Linked DNA regions of Mus musculus: region 2 is linked to region 1. Evidence: chromatin contacts called from public HiChIP or PLAC-seq data. All regions are on one chromosome and are shown on one strand. The core of a region is the stretch at or near the end of the contact, and the rest is flanking DNA. Distances in the headings are between cores, read along the strand shown.

Region 1 (2,906 bases), core at 155-2,654:
AAAGCCCCCATTGGTGGGAAGAAATATTAGTACTAAGCACTTCGCAAAAACAGAAATTGTACACAGCAGTTGTGAGGGAAAGGCGACTGCAGCAACTGTCCAGGGTGGCTCAGTGTGTACGGTTGAGGGCAGAGAGCTTGAAAGAGATGAAGCTAGCTAGTGAAGGTTTATTCCAGCCAAGATTCCTCTTCCACAGACAACAGAAGACCTTCCTGGGAGGTCCCTCAGGGAGGAGAGGCAGCAAGGCCGCTATCAGACACACAGGCCATGACAAACCCATTCCTTGTCGTCTCCATAGAGCAGGGGGGGGGGGGGGGATATGGCTAACAGGGTGGGGCTCATGGCTCTCCTGGCTCCTCCCTTCCCCTCTTCCACGAAAGGGCATGTGGTCAGAGTCGACAGAGAATACTTTCAGAAATGTTTAACCACTAATGATAGCAGCTTACCCTGAATGACAGGCTGGAGCAGGGCCGGGATTAGCCCATAAATCAGGGGCAGCTGGGACCACTTTGCATGAATTGCTGCCTCCCAGCTGAGCCAACTGCCACTATCACCCCCGCCCCCAGACACCACACCAAACTAACTCTAACTCCTCTACCTCTAGCTCTCTCTCTCTCTACCTCCTCCCCCCTCCCTCCCTCCCTCCCTCCCTCTCTCTCTCTCTCTACCTCTCTCTCTCTCTCTCCACCTCTCTCCCCCTCCCTCTTCTTGCCCTTGCATTACCTTAAAAGAAGACCATCACAGAGAAGACAAAGCCTTACCAATTGAGGAAAGTCTCTTCAGCAGTTTCCTCTCCTGGGTTGCTCACTCAACCCTTAAAAGATGCAATTGTATTGTGATACAAACTGGCTCACTCACCGAAACCACAAACCACAGGCCAAAATAGCGCTAGGACAAAGACAAACTGGAGGCAACGGAGAGGAGATGAGCTGGCCTCTGCCACAGACATCCTGGCTTCAGCTCTGCCAATGACTTCAACCTTGGCTTTATCCTCCTCCACACTGTAGGGGCAAGAAGTCTCTATGAAGCCCCCCTCCCCTACACACACACCAGGCAATGAGGAGACAGCTTAACCACCATGCCAGTCAGGCCAAACTCCACAATGGTTTCAAGTTGCCCAGTTACGGAAACTTAGCTCTGTTTCTGTCAAATCCTTCTTCGAATGTTGGTAATACCCTTACCTCAGTTCCTCCATCAGGAACTGAAGCCACCAAGCAACGCCAATTAAGGCCAGAGCCTGGGATTCTCTCCGCACTCCTCAAAATGGTCCTGAAGCAGAGGAGGTCTCAGGCAACTGCTCTTGACTCTCATCTCAGTCCTGAAACTTCATCTGTATCCTGACAACCACAGCCTTAGATGTCTTGAGACATCTTGTCTCATCCTTCTTGTGAATCACTGAATTGTTACTCAACTGTCACCTCTGACTGCCAGTCCCTGACCCCAGGGAGCCGACAGCACAGTGAAATACACTGCCCTTCCGGCTTGCTCCAACACACGTGCGTCGCAGGATATTTGATCACTCTCTGTACCCCGAAATTGTGTTATTTACAGAAAAAGAACTGTTTCTAGTTGTGGTGTGGCTCAGCCCCTTAGCACACACCTTTAAACCCTCTGGCTGGAATACAGGCACACCCTTAGTACACACCTTTAAATCCCAAAACAATGAAGGTAGTCTGTAGAAGGAATCCCCCATGTTTGAAAGGGATGGCAGAGAAAGGGACAAATCAGAGAAAGATTTAACAGAACAGGATCTGCCTAACCCACGAGAAGAGCGAGAGACCCAGGAGAGGACAGTGCAGAGGGAGGGGCAGCCTTATCAGGACAGGGGTATAAAGACGGGTTGCAGAGAGAAAGAGAGCAAGCTAGACAAAGATGAAGACAGAACGAGCTAGAGAACAAGGAGACAGAAGATTAGAACACATTGCCAAAGTTAGTATAAGGCCAAGCAGCAATTCAGTCAGAAACTGAGAGAAGCCAGATTGAATCAGTCAGTGTGGAGAGGAGTTTGAGCCAGCCAGCTTTCAGCAAGAGCTAGAAAGGGTGAGCTTATTCAGCAGTAAGTCTCAGAAGCTGAAAACATTCTATGCTAATAAGATTGTACGGAGGCTGGAAGGTTCCAGGACGAGGCCTGCATTAGCAGACGGAGGCAGTAAGGCTTGGAGATGGCAATCACATCAAGTGAATAAAAGACACTTTTATACACTCATGTGTCCATAATGCTGCTGTGACAAACTGCTCTTTCAAAGACACCATCAAGAATGAGGGGTCCTAGGCCGTGATTGACTACTTTGATGTCCAGGATTGAGAAGATAGATAGATTTAGATAAAAGAATGATTCTGTGTTGTGGAGGAGACTCATTTGCCAGCAGATAAATCATGCTCGTTCCTCCTGCCTGGCAGAACCCCAGCACACGTGCTGTCTTGTCCTGATACAGCCAAAGCATGAGTGTGTCAGAACCCCCTGTCTGGGCCTGTCCACAGACCTCTGGCTGTGTGGCCACTGGATTTTTAATCATGTGTTTGAAGAGGCTCCTCACATATCACTGTGATTACTAAGAGATTAGGGGAGTATCAGCTTTTATTTGGATAAATCAGAATTTTTATCCCCCCACCCCAAAAAAAAATGAGGGGTCCTGAGCACTAGATGCTCCTAGGTGCCTTGGTTTCTCAGTGACTAAGAGCACTAGATGCTCTTCCAGAGATCCAGGTTCACTTCCCAGCACCTGATTCAGGCTGCTCACTCATGTATCTAACTCCAGCTCCGAGGAGCCCTGAGCTGAGGCCTCTGTCAATGACCAGAGTCAGCACTCACTACTGTGCACACACGCACGTGTAAATACGCACACCTACACATAATTAAAAATAAGTCTTAAGACATTAAATTAAAAACCAATGAAAAGACAGTC
Region 2 (2,936 bases), core at 408-2,907, 2.1 Mb before region 1:
CATGTGTGTCTCTTAAAGGATTATCTATTCAAATCCTTTATTTATATTTTTGCCTCTTTTTTTCCCAGCCAGGCTCCTGAATGCTGTGATCTTTTGCTCATGTTTTAACTGTGTGGTCGTTTTGTTATTTTTCTGTAGGAGACCTTCACATATTTGGGATATTAAGTCTTTATCAATAGAGCATCTGCAAACATTCTCTCCTTTTCTGTGACTTTTGCATCTTCCTTTTTACTTCTATTGTTTCTATATGCATTGTAGGTGTGTGTGTGTGTGTGTGTGTGTGTGTGTGTGTGTGTGTGTGTGTCTTGCATCTGGGTTCAGAGGCACTGGATGCCCTGGAACTGGAATCACAAGCTGTTGTAAGCCATCCGATGCTGGGAACTGAACCCAGGTCCTCTGGAAGAGCAGCGAGCGATCTTATCCACTAAGCCATAGCTCCAGGCCTGTCTTCTCATTGTCTTGATGTTGTTTGTGAGTTTGGGGTTCTTTAACAAACTGGGCTTGGCTTTGAGCTCTGTCAGAGCAATGAACTTCCCACTGCTCTCCTGTGCAGCTTTGTCCTTTCTTGTCAGAACTGTGAAATCATTCCTGTTCTCTGTTGTCCAAGTGTCTGCATGGCCGGACAATATCCCATGGAGTGACCATGAAGCACACTAGTTACCAGTGTCCTGTTGATAGGGATCTGGGCTCTTCCCAGTTGATGTGGTACTACACCAATACCACTATGAACAGCCCAAGTGATTCTGTGATGAGATCTAATTTAAAAACAATTATTTTTTAAACGAGTGAAGCCATTTAGATTGAGTTGCTACATTTGAGTGAACAGCATGCCAGGACAGGTATATGGCTGAAGCATTGATTTCTTTTCTCAGCTGCCCATTTGGACTGTGAAGCTACAGAATGTCCTGCCATTGAGTTTGCCCTGTGTCTACATTAGCCACGTGGTGTGATTTTCCACTAAGAACAATCAGAGGAGACACAGCAGGCTCACTTTACTGATTTCAAGTCGGAACACTTTTAGCAACAGAAGATGTCCTCACGGGTGGGTGCGGGCAACTGCCAAATGGAACCAATTTCTGTTTACTGCTCTCTGAATGAGAGTGTAGGAATGTCTACACTGGATTTGAAAATGGTTCTGAGATAAACTTTTCTCAGCACTGAAAACTCCAGATAAAAGAGCCAGTACAAGAGTCCCATATCGGTCTACACTATAGCTTTAGACACTCTGAGATTAAAGAACAATGGATCAAGACCCAATAAATCCAGTCTGTTGGTTGCAAGTTCCAGAGCTGGCCACACTCAGAGATGGCCACACTAAGGCAGCATGGTTGAAAAAAGGAAAACACTTTCTTTACAATTCCAGCTAAGGCTGGGTCACAAGGGTGTCTAAAGGGGCTTTGAAATAATAATAAAAAAGGTCTAACCAACACCCTCTCCCAATTAAGTGTCAGATTAATGCCCCTGTTCCCCGTCCCACTCTCTAGGGGTTATCCACCATTGTGGTGGGTGGGAGGGGTCATGAAGTTGCTAGATTTCTTCATGATTTGTAAAAATAACACAACGCAGAGGGCCAAGTATGAAGCAAGAGCTCAGCTTTTGACAGGGGTTTGCTTTGTGGTTTGGTTACTGGAACAGCCAGTGACCTTAGAGACGTTGTGCAAACACAGAAATGGAGGAGGAGGGGAAGGAGGAGGAGGAGGAGAAGGAGGAGGAGGTGGTGGTGGTGGTGGTGGGATAAAACCCCTGAGGCATAAAGGGCTCGGCCGGAGTCAGCACAGCCCAGCCCTTCCAGAGAGAGGCAAGAGAGGTCCACGATGAGGTGAGTCCACAGCCCACGCTTCCCACTTTGAGTACACCGAGTATAAGTCTACGGGGAGAGGTGAGAAGCTGGGATGCAGGAACCAGGCTGATGAGCTAACCTTCTGTGGGAGTTAAGCCTGCAGCCTGCAGGCCACACACAGCTGAGGACAACTGTGAACGCAGTGCAACACAGAACTGCTGTATACTTACCTAAAGCATTAGGAGATTTTTTTTTTTTTTTTGGTCTTGTAACTTGACTATGCACTTTGAGTGTGAATCTTGTCATGCTAAAATTTTAGTGACACCATCAAGGTGACCACTTTTTTTTTTTTTAATCAAAATAGAAAGACTTTGAAGGTAGCGAAAAGACTAGAAGCACAGTGTTCAGAAGAACTTCCTGACTGGTCAGCATGTGCAGGCAACTGGGTAGCATTTAAGTGTGGTCTGTGTACCAATGATGGCCACAGTCATAGGTTAGGAAGACAGACAGTTTTCTGGCATTCTTGGGCTTGATATGCAATCCTTTAAAGGCAAATACCTATGAAGTAATAGGAACAACCACATATGATACGGTATGTATGTATGTATGTATGTATGTATGTATGTAGCATGTATGTATGCATGCATGTATGTAGCATGTATGTATGTAGCATGTATGTATGTATGTATGTAGCATGTATGTATGTGTGTATGATGTGTGTATGTATGTAGCATGTATGTATGTATGTATGTATGATGGTGCACACCCAGGGATTCCAAAAGCTGAGGCAGGGTGAGTCTGGGAGTTCAGGAGTTTGCGAAAAGCCTAGGCAAAGAATGGGACTGTGACTTAAGAACAACAACAGCGACTATGACAAATTAAACATCAAAACCACCTTTTTATTATGGGAAATTTCCAAAAGTGAGAATAGCAAAATAAACTATAGCCGTCATCTTTAAGTTAGTTACAGTGTCCTAACAATGTCTTCATAGCCCGGTACTTAATGGATGGGAGCAGAGGCCTCCCCTCGCAGGACCTCGGGGGTCACCACTGTGCCCTGGGCCTCCTCTCCACTCCACTCTTTTCCCACCTCCCACTTCTCAGCTTTTTTTTGAGATAGGCACAGCACAGGCTGTGGTCAAAGCCCCGATCCTCC

Evidence for each region. HiChIP or PLAC-seq counts read pairs in DNA pulled down with a chosen protein or histone mark.
Region 2: an H3K27ac HiChIP or PLAC-seq map of acute myeloid leukemia shows a contact between it and region 1, with 13 times the contacts expected there. The contact joins the promoter of Hp here to the enhancer-like site in region 1. A contact is called at or near these places in 4 of 39 promoter capture datasets (cranial neural crest, embryonic stem cells, hippocampal neurons and 1 more) and 1 of 115 datasets of contacts at active chromatin or transcription factors (acute myeloid leukemia).

What each region holds. Positions count from the first base shown.
Region 1 is chr8:107,501,074-107,503,979 of GRCm38.p6, reverse strand. All of the region lies in intron 6 of Wwp2 (WW domain containing E3 ubiquitin protein ligase 2), which reads right to left. Among named protein-coding and RNA genes, the nearest start is that of Gm51547, 3.2 kb to the left of the region's middle. Within about 2 kb of position 1,404, at least 61 of the 459 cell types and tissues checked have an H3K27ac peak or open chromatin away from gene starts, as enhancers often do. A contact at or near this core is called in acute myeloid leukemia, where this site is marked.
Region 2 is chr8:109,577,893-109,580,828 of GRCm38.p6, reverse strand. Hp (haptoglobin) reads left to right here and starts at 1,657. Exons shown (of 5, transcript NM_017370.2): 1 at 1,657-1,819. The coding sequence starts at 1,815.